3 separate regions of the Mus musculus genome follow, and all the other regions are linked to region 1. A link is a contact called in public Hi-C and HiChIP or PLAC-seq data. All regions are on one chromosome and are shown on one strand. Each heading gives the region's core, a stretch centred on a gene start, on an enhancer-like site or on the middle of the called end of the contact. The rest is flanking DNA. Distances are from core to core; before and after follow the strand shown.

Evidence for each region. A called contact is a pair of places that touch in the nucleus more often than the background predicts. HiChIP or PLAC-seq counts read pairs in DNA pulled down with a chosen protein or histone mark.
Region 2: a contact with region 1 is called in an H3K4me3 HiChIP or PLAC-seq map of bone marrow-derived macrophages, with 4 times the contacts expected there. The contact joins the enhancer-like site here to the promoter of Sos2 in region 1. A contact is called at or near these places in 3 of 39 promoter capture datasets (the HPC-7 cell line, liver and macrophages), 1 of 484 Hi-C or Micro-C datasets (bone marrow-derived macrophages), 7 of 115 datasets of contacts at active chromatin or transcription factors (CD8 T cells, bone marrow-derived macrophages, effector CD8 T cells and 3 more) and 3 of 9 other capture datasets (adipose tissue, embryonic stem cells and macrophages).
Region 3: a Hi-C map of embryonic fibroblasts shows a contact between it and region 1, with 2.0 times the contacts expected there. The contact joins the enhancer-like site here to the promoter of Sos2 in region 1. A contact is called at or near these places in 19 of 39 promoter capture datasets (the C10 cell line, the HPC-7 cell line, the SN4741 cell line and 12 more), 2 of 15 datasets of contacts at CTCF or cohesin (large pre-B cells and pro-B cells), 120 of 484 Hi-C or Micro-C datasets (the 3T3-L1 cell line, the 63-12 cell line, the AML12 cell line and 65 more), 47 of 115 datasets of contacts at active chromatin or transcription factors (the 230-238 cell line, CD8 T cells, DN3 thymocytes and 33 more) and 5 of 9 other capture datasets (adipose tissue, embryonic stem cells, liver and 2 more).

What each region holds. Positions count from the first base shown.
Region 1 is chr12:69,679,792-69,684,443 of GRCm38.p6, reverse strand. Sos2 (SOS Ras/Rho guanine nucleotide exchange factor 2) reads left to right here and starts at 2,592. Exons shown (of 23, transcript NM_001135559.1): 1 at 2,592-2,929. The coding sequence starts at 2,843.
Region 2 is chr12:69,398,263-69,402,835 of GRCm38.p6, reverse strand. No RefSeq gene overlaps it. Among named protein-coding and RNA genes, the nearest start is that of Arf6, 28 kb to the right of the region's middle. Within about 2 kb of position 1,650, at least 32 of the 459 cell types and tissues checked have an H3K27ac peak or open chromatin away from gene starts, as enhancers often do. A contact at or near this core is called in the HPC-7 cell line and bone marrow-derived macrophages, where this site is marked.
Region 3 is chr12:69,341,584-69,346,094 of GRCm38.p6, reverse strand. Nemf (nuclear export mediator factor) reads left to right here. Exons shown (of 33, transcript NM_025441.3): 9 at 1,116-1,186; 10 at 1,340-1,415; 11 at 1,904-1,966; 12 at 4,445-4,511. Among named protein-coding and RNA genes, the nearest start is that of Nemf, 13 kb to the left of the region's middle. Within about 2 kb of position 2,629, at least 16 of the 459 cell types and tissues checked have an H3K27ac peak or open chromatin away from gene starts, as enhancers often do. A contact at or near this core is called in the C2C12 cell line, the NIH/3T3 cell line, a colorectal cancer cell line and 2 more, where this site is marked.

The sequences.
Region 1 (4,652 bases), core at 1,343-3,842:
TAAAACAGCGAGTTTCTGTTTTCTCATATCTTCACTATTATAGTATATAATTAAGCTCTCTGATTTAATAGGTGCAAAATGGTACCAGTGTAAGTTTGTATTTCTCTTAATATGAATGAAGTTTAGTGTTTATTTTTAAGAGATACCCATTCTCTTTATGTGTGTGTGTGTGAGATAGCTTTTTCAGTCTTTTTCCTCTCATTCCCCCCCCCCCCTTTGAGGTTTAATTCTACTAATTTGCAGGGAAGTTAGCTCAAAAAATGAATTGCTGTAGTTGTGTGTGTGTGTTTCTAGCTTGTCATTGCCTTTTAGCTTGACTTGTGGGTTTTCCCCCCAGGCATTAAAAAAATCTATGTCAGTCTAGATTTTTGTGATATATATAAAAGTCATCTTATTTTTTTTTTTTTATTCTGAGGTCATTTGGAATCCCTTTTTTATACATGTAAACCTTTGACCTATTGGCATTTCTGCCTGAGTATGAGATATGGATTCAACAGTTTCTGTTTGTCTTTAGATGGTCACTTGTCTGGCTGGGAAAACTCTCTGGTGTCATTCTTGGACCCTTTGCACCATGTGGATCCGTTTCTGTTTGCCTAGCCCAGAGATCACAGGGCCGATGCCTGTAGAGGCTAGGCAGGTTACGTAAAAGGGGAACGGTGCCAGATCGGGAGGACAGCCAACTGGAAATGGGTGGCACACTTCTATAAAGAGGACGGCCTCTGCACTGCCTGCTCGTTTCTTTGCATAGATGCAGTAGGCCACGTTGTTGCCAGATCTTTGTCAAGAGAAGCTGGAAATAGACAAGAAAAAAAAAAAGCTATCGACTTTAAAATGGTAATACCAATTAAAAATTCTTAATACTTGGCGAAACAAATACATCTTCAGGCCAGATTAAGCTCAGGGGAGCCTTCCAATAGCCTTTGCCAAGAATAAAACTTCCCACCAATGACTTTCCTATGAGAAAATACAATTGCAGTCTGATAATTTGACAGCTTCGTGTTTTATAGCTAGGGTCTAGGAACTTTAGGAAAAATAAGCTTTCTCTATAAACCAGAGTGTATTTAGTACATGGGACTATGAACATGGCCATTTATTAGAAGACAACTTTAGAACTTTTATTAGAAACAACTTTAGTGTTATTATGTAGGCACACGCGTGTGCGAGGACACACATATGCCACATTTCAGATGTAGACAGGTCAGGGAACAACCTTGCGAAGCCGGTTCTTTCCTTCACGTGGGTTCCAGGGGTGGAACGCAGGTTGTCAGCCTTGGGAAGCGAAGCAGGTACCTTTTCCTCGACAGCCCCAGAGGACTTTTTTTTTTTTAAACACTGTGGATACTTAGATTAAAAAAGAAACCAAAAACAAAACAAAACGGAAACCTCCGATCTCTTTAAGTATTTAGTTGCCATTTTTACTTTATGAAGTCAAAATGGTGTTGTGTTTGGGGGAGAACAATGTTCACCCACTGATTCTGGAGCTGAAATTACTACACAAGTTATCTTTTCCAGTCTGTTCTTCTGTTCCCTTCCTCACTTCGGTGGCTGGCAGCATGACTGTTTACAGCCCGTTGGGAGCAATCTGTTCAGCGATTTTAGTGGGATGAAATTTGGGTTAGTGAAAAAGTTTCCAAAGTACATGCCCCTTCAACTTAAAAAAGCATAGGGACAGAGGATTTTTAGGTTTTTTTTTTTTAATGCTAATTAGTGTGACTGTATCGCAGGATCCAGGTTCTGTAGAACCTTAAGTGGAAAGGATTTGAACATGATTAACCTAAGAACAATATCTGAAAGTTTTTGGATACTTTTTTTTTTTTTTTTTTTTTGATCCATAGGGACTCTAGGTGAAAGACCTCGAACTGAAGTCATCTGGCCCTTCAACGTGCGCTAAGAGCTTCCCATGACCCTACAATGTGACTTTATGAATAGCCACTATCACCTAAATATACAAAGGAGCCACACAGAGCACACGTTAAATAAATATCCTATCAGCCCAAATGTCCTTTTCTCCCCACATCTGTGTTCTGCCTCCCAGAGCTGCAGTCACGGGCTCGGGGGTCCCCTAGGGCTGTACCGAATCAGGATTGTCTGCCAGGACTCGGAACGCTGCCGAGTTCGTCTGGAAGAGCCACCCCGCCCCGTGCACGTTCCCAGGAGAGACCGATTACCCTCCCGGCCCCGGGGCCCCGCACCAGACGCCTCGGCCCGCTCGGCGGCGCGCATGCTCCGTGCTGGTCTTCTCCAGAGACTCGGGAGAGCGAGCGCGGGGCCGAGCCGAGCCGAGCCGCCGCTGCAGGCACCGGGCGCTCGGCGGCGGCCGGCGGGGCTGGAGGGGCGGCGGCGGCGGCGGCGGCCAGTGCCGTGCACGCCGGACACGCGCGCCCGCTCGGCCCCGAGGGCCCTCTGGAGGTGACTCGGGCGGACCCGGCGGTGGCGGCGGCGGCGGCGGCGGCGGTAGCGGCGGCTGCGCGGAGGGCGGGGGAGGCGATGAGGACGCTGCGGGCCGCCGCTGTCTGCCCGCCGCGGCCGTAGCGGGAGTCGGGGCGGGGGCGAGGCCGGCGGTGCCCCGCGCTGCGCACCCAGACAAAGGAGGAGGAGCCTCGGGCCAGCGGGCCGGCGCCGCGGGGACAGCAGGACGCCTCGGGCCGCCGCGCTTCCTCGGGGCTGCGGGGCCGCCAAGCCTCGGCGAACGCCCGCCCGCCGGCGCCGCCCCCGAGCGCTCGGCCGGAGCTGCGGCCCGGGCGGGAGGCGGCGGCCGGGGCGAGGCGAGGCGAGGCGGCCGGCGCCCTGCCTGTCAGGCCACCGGCCCGGCCTCCGATGCGGAGGCGCTGCGGCCGGGGCCATGCAGCAGGCGCCGCAGCCCTACGAGTTCTTCAGCGAAGAAAACAGCCCGAAATGGCGGGGACTATTGGTCCCGGCCCTGCGGAAGGTCAGTGCTGGGGCCGAGGGAGGTGCCGCGGGGCGACGGGCTGGGGGGCCGGGCCCGGAGCTCGCACAACTTGTAACGGGGAGAGCGAGGAGCGGGGAGCACGGCTCGCGCCCGCCCCGCGTGCCGCGGCCGAGCCTTCTCTGGCCGGGCTGCGGGCGCTCCTAATTGCCTGTTGCATCCCGAAGGACGTTTTCTCAACTTTCTTTTTTGGCCTGGTCCCGGAAGGAAGGTTTTGTTATGATCATAAAACTGGATTTCATCTTACAGTCATTTCGTCAGGCAACTTCCGCCGTTGACCAATGCGTTGTCCTCAGGCTGGATTCTGGCAACACAGAGTCCCACTGGTTTTTTTCGTTTCTAAAACAAATGCGCAATTTTGGACCGAGAGGCTACTTTGAATTAAGTTCTTGGGGCTGGGGGTGCTCGCCTCGGGCGGCTTGCTTGCTACGCTCGCCCATTCGCCTGTTGAGGCTGTGCTGTTTTCGCTAATATGGATGTGTGTTTCCCATGTGTGAAGTGTCAGTGAGTCATAGTATTCGTTCTCCAGCTCTTGGGGTGAATCTAAAGCGCCTCCCCACTTCCTGCAGAAGTCTTACCTGAATACAAAGATTGCCTCACAAAATGTGGTCAGTTTCTTCACAGCGACGAGGACTTGCAATAACCACTTTTAAGGGACAGTTGCGGGGGCGGGCGGGGGGGGGGAGGTGGCTCGTTGCTAATCAATCTTTGGAGATTAGATACATTGCTAGGGTGCGTGTCTCCGATTGGTTGGTGCTAGTCTTATATGAAGTTAGGTAATTATGCCATTCTCTTTGTTGCTCTGGGCCAGCAAGAGACTCGTTAGGGAAGGTGATTTGCGGTCCAACAACACAAGCTTGATGGCTTGAATTTCATTCCTGGAATCCACGTAAAGGTGATAGGGGAGAACTGACTCCACAAAGCTGTCCTGGCCTTCATGCAGGCCCTCACCACACACACACACACACACACACACACACACACACACACACACACATGCCACTAACACATATATCACACACACACACTTTAATAAGAAACCTCCACTAGGTAAAATACCACAATTGAGGGAGAATGTAAGATGTAAGGAGTAAAAGTACCTTTTGGGTTCCTGAGTTCATGTGCAGAACCCAGGGGGGAAGGAGAGAACTGACTCCCTACACACACTCGTACACACTCACAGACAGACAGACGGACAGACAGACAGACTCACACTAACAACAACAACTGCACTTGAAAAAGAATTCATCATACATGTCTAGGAGTGGAAAGACAAGTCCACTTTAATGGTAAAAACATTTCCTTGTATTCTTCAGAATTTCAAATTTTCCATTGTCATAATTCTCATAAGGAGGTGATTACTGGTTTCCTTGGGGGCACACACCAAATCATGTCTTTAAAAAGAACTCTGTGGAAATGGAAAGCACATTGAATAGTGATAATTCTGTTTTGAATCAAACGCAAAGGGGAAATACGTGGATAGTAATTAACCCTTCTACCTCCCAGAATGGCAATGGGTGTATCGGCTTGACCCTTGTTGGCATGTGATGCAAGTATATACACATTCGTAATTTTGATAGCAAAAGGTGGCTTAGACTCTACATAATCCTTGGTGCATAAATACAAATTTAATTTTTCAGAGTAGATCAGAAATAAAACCAGAACTAATATCCATTCCCTATCTCTTGCTTTGGTCCTGGAACTG
Region 2 (4,573 bases), core at 401-2,900, 280 kb after region 1:
CATCACTCGTCTCAAGGGACTGATTGAGGGTTGACGCCCACGTGCCCGGAAAATAAGCCTCTTGCTTTTGCATCAATCGGTGTCTCCGTGTCTCACTTGGGGGCACCTCGAAGTACCACTGACCAAGGGTCGGGGGGTCTTACACTATGTCACTCCCTGGCTAGAAACCCTTCAATGACTCTGGTTTCCCTGCACCATAGAACCCAGGTTCTCTACTTGTGTCTTCCAGTTTCCAGAGCTAGACTGTATTCAAATCCTGAAATCACCACTCACTAACAAGCGACCTTGATCGTGAATTGTAATTTCACCTTCCGGAAAATAAGAAAACAACTTCAGTTAGTACTGGCTTTTTTTTTGTTTTGTTTTGTTTTGTTTTTTTGTTTTGTTTTGTTTTTTGTTTTTTCTGTCACGTGGACCTCACTAGATTCTCTCCATCCCGGAGCATCCACATGACTGTCTCCTCCTGCTAAGCTTGGATGGAATGTCACACCACAGACGTGGCATCTGGCATTCCACAAAGCCACAGCAACCAAGCTTGAGGGAGCTAAACATCGTGGAGTAAATACTGACTAGTGAGCAGTGGAAGTCGGGAGACATCCTGCTTTCTCTCCCTTCCATTAACTGTTGCCTGACGCTGTTTCTTCCCCACAGCGTGGCCTGAGGGGAGACCTCCCTGGGAGATGCCTGCCTCTTCCAGACTGGTTATGAAGCAGTGCGCATCGTGGAAATGTGTGGCCTGGAACTCATTCTCATCCTCCCAAGCTCATCTTACATTTTCTCATTCCTATGCCTTGGCTTTAAAAGCCTCAAATAAAACATCAGTATTTTTAAAAAAATATTTATTTATTTTATTTGTATTTTGTATGTATACTTTATATGTATTCTGTATATGAGCACACTGTCACTGTTTTCAGACACACCAGAAGAGGGCATCTGATCTCATTACAGATGGTTGTGAGCCACCAAGTGATTGCTGAGATTTGAACTCAGGACCTCCGGAATAGCAGTCAGTGATCTTAACTGCTGAGCCATCTCTCCAGCTCCCAAAACATCAGTATTTTAAAAAAGAAAGAAAGAAAGAAAGAAAGAAAGAAAGAAAGAAAGAAAGGAAGGAAGGAAGGAAGGAAGGAAGGAAGGAAGGAAGGAAGGAAGAAAGAAAGAAAGAAAGAAAGAAAGAAAGAAAGAAAGAAAGAAAGAAAGAAAGAAAGAAAGAAAGAAAGAGAGAGAGAAAGAAAGAATTACTCACACAGTTCACTATATTACTAGGTCTATAGAGGAAAGTCTTCTACAGGATTCTCAGGATCACTTGTCAATTACATTGTTACAATTTTTGTGTGTGTCTGTGCATGCAAGTACCGCAGCACATGTGTGGAAATCAGAGGACAGTTTTCAGGAATCAGCTTTCTCCTTCCACCATGGAGACCTCTGAGATGGAACTTAGGTCGTCAGAGTTGGCCGTGAAAATCTCTTCCTGCTGAGGCATCTCACTGGCCCCAGGATCACTTCTTGAATAAAATCTCTCACTAAAACATTGATAGATTGATGCTTCCTTAATATGATGAAAATGATCTCTTCCCCCACCCTGCATGTAGAATCCTGAAAAAAGAGGACGTGCTATCTCTGCACTACCTCAAAGTGTTTACAAGCCTCATGACCTCATTAAACATTTCCTGTCAGCTCTCTCCAAGCCTAATTGACCCATGTTCTGGGCTCAGTGTGTGTGTCCCCTCCTCTGACAGACCATGGAAGTACATCACTCTCCCAAATTCATTGACTTCATCTTACCATCCATTTAGACTGTAAACTCTGGCAACCACCACTTTCCCAATTCCTGGATCAGTGCCCAGCTTATAAAAAAAGGGTAATAGAACAGAGAGAGGACGGGAGAAAGGGAAGGAAGAGATGGGAGGGAGGCAAGAAAGGAGGAAGGGCACTGAGAGGCAGAGAGAGGACCTCAGCATGGGCTAGTAATGAGCAGCGCAAATGTTTATTTGTAAATAAATAAATACACATATATTAGTTGCTTTTATTTCTTACTTCAGATCAAACAAAGCATCATCCCCGTTGCTTTCCTATGCATCAGGTCTCAGCCAGGGCCTTTGCTGCTTGCTTCACTTTACCTAATCTGCCTTACTTTGCAATATGTGATTTTTGTAGTGCCTTTTCTTCTTGGAAGTAGCCCTAAGGTAGCTTAAGCTTGAGGGAGGGGTCTGCCTTACCACATCATCAGTTCCCCCTGCCCCACCTCCACTTCCTTCCAGGCCGAGGCTATAGGCACCTCAGCAATCTCACTGTCGGAGGCACCTGCTTGCCAGTCTTGGTATGAGCAGGTTTGTGTATCAAATCAACACAAAGCCTTGGCTACAGAAATAGCTAGCATGGGCCTGGTGGAGCACGGCATTTCTGGGAGGGTGAAGGTATTTCTCCGTACTCTTGCTCTAGTGTCTGGTGAATCTCAAACCAGTTAAATAAAAAGTGGGTAGATATGATGGCAAGATGGGCAGTGTAAATACAGATTCTGGTGTTCTGTGGCATAACTGTAACTAGTCTCCATCTTTCTGAGAGATTGCTAAGACGTGGTCTCACCTGAGATCATGTATAAACCCGGTGTCTTGTCCCATAATGGACATGCTACCAAGGCAAAATATATCAAAACATACCAGTGTTAAACCACCCTTCCCTAAAATCTTCAATGTTAAGAACCATCCAGGAGCTAGTCTCAGCATCTGTGATGCTTTGAATGAGGCATCCCCTACGTATTTTGAATATTTTGAATTTGAATATTTAGTCTCTAGTTGGTGGCTGTTTGGAAAAGAGATGAGGCCTTGCTGGAGGAAGTGTATCACTGGGGTGTAGCTCTGTTGTGAAGTGTTTGTGCAGCTTGTGTGAGACTCCAGATTTTATTCTTGGGGGCTGGGGGAACATGTTTATAGTGGATGCCTCTGTGGCTCCTGCCTGCATCCAACCATTATCTTTTCCTTATGGTTGTCCTATAACACTAACCATTCCTCGTTCCTCATTACTATGCAAGCAGTGTATGAACAAGAATGTAATATTCGCTTATATCCTTATATGAATTTCACATACCATGATAAACATAATTTAAGCATGTGTTGGCTGGGTTTAAACAAATGCACCCATGTAAGGCAAGCCCCTGTCAAAATATGGAACATTATCACTCCTTCCAAAAGTTCCTCTGCACATTCCTAGTTAATCCACACTTTCATGCATTCAGTACATGCTCTTACCCCCTGATAATTCACCATAAATTAGTTTTCCCTATTCCGGGATTACATATAAATGTAAACATGGCATATGTACTCTTGTGTAAGACTTCTTTTGTTATTAATTATGTGGTCTGCTGTAAAAAAAACAAAAACAAAACAACAACAAAAAAAAACAGACCATGGGGTATTTATCCATCCTCCATTAATAGATACACAGTCCACAGGGTATTTATCCGTTCTCTATTGATGGATACACAGACCACAGGGTGTTTTTTTTTTTTTCCATTTTTTATTAGGTATTTCACTCATTTACATTTGCAATGCTATACCAAAAGTCCCCCATAGCCACCCACCCCCTCTCCCCTACCCACCCACTCCCCTTTTATGGCCCTGGCGTTCCCCTGTACTGGGGCATATAAAGTTTGCGTGTCCAATGGGCCTCTCTTTCCAGTGATGGCCGACTAGGCCATCTTTTGATGCATATGCAGCTAGAGTCAAGAGCTCTGGGGTACTGGTTAGTTCATAATGTTGTTCCACCTATAGGGTTGCAGATCCCTTTAGCTTCTTGGTTACTTTCTCTAGCTCCTTCATTGGGGGCCATGTGATCCATCCAATAGCCGACTGTGAGCATCCACTTCTATGTTTGCTAGGCCCAGGCATACTCTGACAAGAGACAGCTATATCAGGGTCCTTTCAGCATAATCTTGCTAGTGTATGCAATGGTGTCAGCATTTGGAAGCTGATTATGGGATGGATCCCCGGATATGCTAGTGTCTACATGGTCCATCCTTTTATCTCAGCTCCAAACTTTGTCTCTGTAACTCCTTCCAAGGGTGTTTTGTTCCCACTTCTAAGGAGGGGCATAGTGTTCACACTTCAGTCTTCATTTTTCTTGAGTTTCATGTGTTTAGGAAATTGTATCTTATATCTTGGGTATCTTAGGTTTTGGGCTAATATCCACTTATCAGTGAGTACATATTGTGTGAGTTCCTTTGTGAATGTGTTACCTCACTCAGAATGATGCCCTCCAGGTCCATCCATTTGGCTAGGAATTTCATAAATTCATTCTTTTTAATAGCTGAGTAGTACTCCATTGTGTAGATGTACCACATTTTCTGTATCCATTCCTCTGTTGAGGGGCATCTGGGTTCCTTCCAGCTTCTGGCTATTATAAATAAGGCTGCTATGAACATAGTGGAGCATGTGTCCTTCTTACCAGTTGGGGCATCTTCTGGATATATGCCCAGGAGAGGTATTGCTGGATCCTCCGGTAGTACTATATCCAGTTTTCTGAGGAACCGCCAGACTGATTTCCATAGTGGTTGTACAAGCCTGCAATCCCACCA
Region 3 (4,511 bases), core at 1,380-3,879, 340 kb after region 1:
ATAATTTAAGAGTTTTGTTTTCTTGTATGAGCTTGAATCCAAGGTCTTCCACATATGCACTCATACTGTACAGTTGGACTGTACACCTAATTCCAGGATAGTCTCTTTCATTTTGTATTGCTTCTTGTAAAAATTTTTCTATTCTTTATTTTATATAGAAAATACTACATTGGTGCTCAATATAAAACTAGCCTGCATTTAGTGCACTAGGCCCTGGGTTTGATCCCTAGTACTGTCTAAATCAGGCATTTGAGTGCATATCTGTAATCTTAGCATTGAGAGGGGAGGGAGGAAGTAGGGTCAGAAGCCTTGATCTGAAGAACAAGTTCAAAGCCAGCCAGGGATACACACAACCCCACCTTTTACAAAAGCAAGAAGCAATAGTTGAGGAATTCGTGTTAAAAAAAAAGTTTGTCTTTTTAATTATGTGTATGTATATGTGTTTATATGAGTGTGTGCACAATGTGTGGTTGCCCTTGGAGGACAAAAGAGGGTGTTGAGCCCTTGCAACAGATGGTTGCAAGCCTCGTTCTGTGGGTACTGGGACCTGAACCTGGGTCTTCTGGAAGAGCAATAAGCAGTCTTAGCCACTTGGTTTTTCTTTGACTCAAGGTCTTGCTGTGGAGCCCAGGATGGCCTCAGGACTCAATATTTTCCACAGCAGCCTCCCTAGTACTGGATTTATAGGCAAGACTGTACTGACCTGAGGAGAACAGTCTGTCTTGAATTGATTTTAGAGAAGCATTCTTTAATTTGGTATTACTTGAAAACAAAATGTGTGGGTTATAATTGCCTCATAGCTAAACAATCATAACATTACCTCGTACTTTAATATTAGTCTTCTGTATTCCAAATGTTTAGCTAGAAGCTGGGCGTGGTGGCGCACGCCTTTAATCCCAGCACTCGGGATGCAGACGCAGGTGGATTTCTGAGTTCAAGGCCAGCCTGGTCTACAGAGTGAGTTCTAGGACAGCCAGGGCTACACAGAGAAAACCTGTCTCGAAAACCAAAAAAAAAAAAAAAAAAGTTTAGCTAGAAAAAATATCATTCAGATAGTCAGCCTTTTGTTAATTGTGAATATAGTTGAGTGTAATCCTAGTGTTTTTGTTTTTTAGGGCTATATAATTCAGAAAAGAGAGGCAAAACCAAGCCTGGATGCAGATAAACCAGCTGAAGACATACTCACGTAAGTGTGGGGCCACGAGCCAGTTTGCTTCATAGGAAAACTAATATTCTATTTGTTTGTTTGTTGGTTGGTTGGTTGGTTGGTTTTTTTGAGACAGGGTTTCTCTATAGGATGATTAATATTCTTAATTGTGATATTTTGAATGCTTTACAGGTATGAGGAGTTTCATCCTTTCTTGTTTTCTCAGCATTTACAATGTCCATATATAGAATTTGAATCATTTGACAAGGTGAGTTTTCTAGTTTTATTTTTTGTTTGTTTGTTTGTTTTTACTAGTTAGCATGACATAAGTTGTAAGAATTGTTTATGCTGTCTTGGGGTTGGGGATGTAGCCCAGTGTGAGTGTATACATAAAGTCCTGGATTTAATCCTTAACACTGCAAAGGAAAGAAAAGGAAGAAAGGAAAGAAACTCAGAAAATATTCTTGCCTTGCAGTCACTGTGAATTTGGGGATTGATTAAAAGTCAACATACTCATAGGTACAACTATTAGAAACAATTACTGCCATTTTTATTAAAAGATAAGACCAATACTCCATCTTAGTTTTATTCTTGAGATTGTTAGTTGTAGAATAGGTCACTGGAAAGGTGGTCAGGTAGTAAGGGCACTGTGGTAGAAAACAGACTAACGCTGTGTGCGCAAGGAAAGTAGAGACCAGACTGTTTTTTTCCTTACAGCCAATTGTTTGTCTCTCTCTCTCTCTTTTTTAAAATAAGGCCGTGGATGAATTTTATTCCAAGATAGAAGGGCAGAAAATTGACTTAAAAGCTTTACAACAGGTATAGTATCACTTAAAACTTTTATATTAAACTAGCTAGTCAGAGTGGTTTGGAAGGTAGATATTGTTTTTATTTAAGAATCAGTTGCCTTGGGGCTGGAGAGATGGCTCCGTAGTTAAGAGCCCCAACTGCTCTTCCGAAGGTCCTGAGTTCAAATTCCAGCAACCACATGGTGGCCCACAACCATCTGTAACGCCCTCTTCTGAGAGTCTGAAGACAACTAGAATGTACTTACATATAATAAATAAATCTTTTTTTAAAAAAAAAAAAAAGATTCAGTTGCCTTCCAGAAGTATGGGATGTTGTGTGCAAGCTTTCAGATCAGATCTTCTGGAACTGGAGTTACAGAGTGTTGTGAACCATCATGTGGATGCTGAGAACTGGACTCTAGTCCCCTGAAAGAACAGTAAATACTTTTAACCACTAGCATCTCTCCATTTTGTTTTTGAGACAAGGACTCACTGCAGTTTTGGCTAGTCTGACACTAAATATTTAGGCCAAGTTAGCCTCAAACTTGGAGATCTGGAATTAAAGGCATGCTACCACAACTAGCCCTTCTCTTAGTTTATGATAAAAGCTCGGGAGTCACATTGAAAAGTATGCCCTCATTCCATCCCCACTCTCAGCCCTATTCGTCTAACTTCAGATCCTTTAAAGGCAATGAACTCTAGTGGGCACATTAGTCAGTGTTACACCCTAGCATGACTCAGTGTATTAAAGCATCCCAGAGCTCCTCAAATTTGGCCATTGTGAGCTTTGAGAAATAAGGTAGTCACATGAGCCAGTTTCGTTATTATAAACTTTATATTGTTTTTGTTATGCTGCTTTAAAAATTGGTCCTTGTCTAATCTGTTTCATGATCCCCCAATGAGGATTTCACATTCACTATTTTTGGAGCACATTTGACCATGTTTTTAGAGCATGTGCTGTAGATCCGTTTTATAAACTGATCAAAGTCACTTTTGGAAGAGATTGGATTTTTAAAAAATACTAATCAGGGGCCTTCAACCCTAGACAAAGATTGTGTGAGTGAAAGAACTGTGGAATATCATGCTGAGAGAACAGAATGTCAATAAAACAACTATCTGTGCTTTCAAAAACATTGTTTTTAGCTGTATTTATGTATTTTGCCTGTATGTATGTATGTATACTGTATGTGTGCCTGGCGCCCATGGGGTCAGAAGAGGATGTCAGATTCCCTGGAACTGAAGTTAAAGATGACTGAGTCACTGGGTCCTCTGTAAGAACAGCGGGTGCTCTTAATCACGGAGTCATCTTTCCAGCCCCTTGTTTGTACTTATAAAGAATTTATTGGGATGCTAGAGAGATAGCTCAGTGGGTAAGAATGCATAGTGCTCTTCCAGAGGACCCCAGTTTGGTTCATGGCACCCACACTTGGAGGCTCGCAACTGCCTGTGACTCCAGTTTTAGGGAATTTTAACTCCCTCTGGACTTTGCAGGCATTGCACTCACATACAGAAATCCACACACATGCACACATGAATGAGAATAAAATACCAGATTTATTTTATTTTGTGTGTATTAGTGCTTTTGCCTGCATGTATGTCTATGTATCTAAGGAAGTGGTGCACCTCCATGTGGGTGCTGGGAGTTGAACCCGGAACCTTTGCAAGAACAAGTGCTCTTAACCACTGAGCCAACTCTCCAGCCCAAGAGTAAAATTTCTAAATACTTATTTTACAAAAGAATGTATGGCAGTGTGGAGAGAGCTAAGGTGTTAAGAGCACATACTGCTTTTGCAGAGAATCAAAGTTTAGTTTTTTGTACCAGCAATGAGCTGGTCAGAATCGCCTCCAAGGGATCCAGTGTCCTCTCTGGCCTCCATGGGCATCTTCAGTCCATTACACATTCACACACATGGAATCAAATTAAAATTTTTTTTGTTTTGTTTTGGTTTTGGTTTTTCGAGACAGGGTTTCTCTGTATAGCCCTGGATGCCCTGGAACTCACTTTGTAGACCAGGCTGGCCTCGAACTCAGAAATCCACCTGCCTCTGCCTCCCGAGTGCGCCGCCATGCCCGGCAAATTAAAATTTTTTATTTGTGGCTACTGATATACCTCGGGTAGAATGCTTTCTTTGTGTGCATGAGGCCCTGGATTTGATCCCTAATACCACTTTAAAAAGAAAAATATATCTAGTATGTCATAGGAAATCTTGAATTCTGCCTGTTTGAATAATGCCAAGTGAATTGGGGTCATACTTATATATAATTTACTTGTAACTAAAGCACACATTCTATATAGAGAATGGAAGGTAGGCAGAGGTAATATATCAGCATGACATTTCTAAGAGGGTAAGACTTGAGGGAGCGAACTTTGGGGAAACTTTTTAAGTTGCCTATGTGACAACATTGACAGAGTAGAACCACTAACACAGTAAGCTTTAGGAATTGAGGTGTGGACGTGCTGTGCATTGAAAGAAATCTAACTTTTGAAAAATCTGTTTTGTACCCTAAGGAAAAACAAGCACTGAAGAAATTAGATAATGTCCGAAAGGATCATGAAAACAGATTAGAAGCTCTTC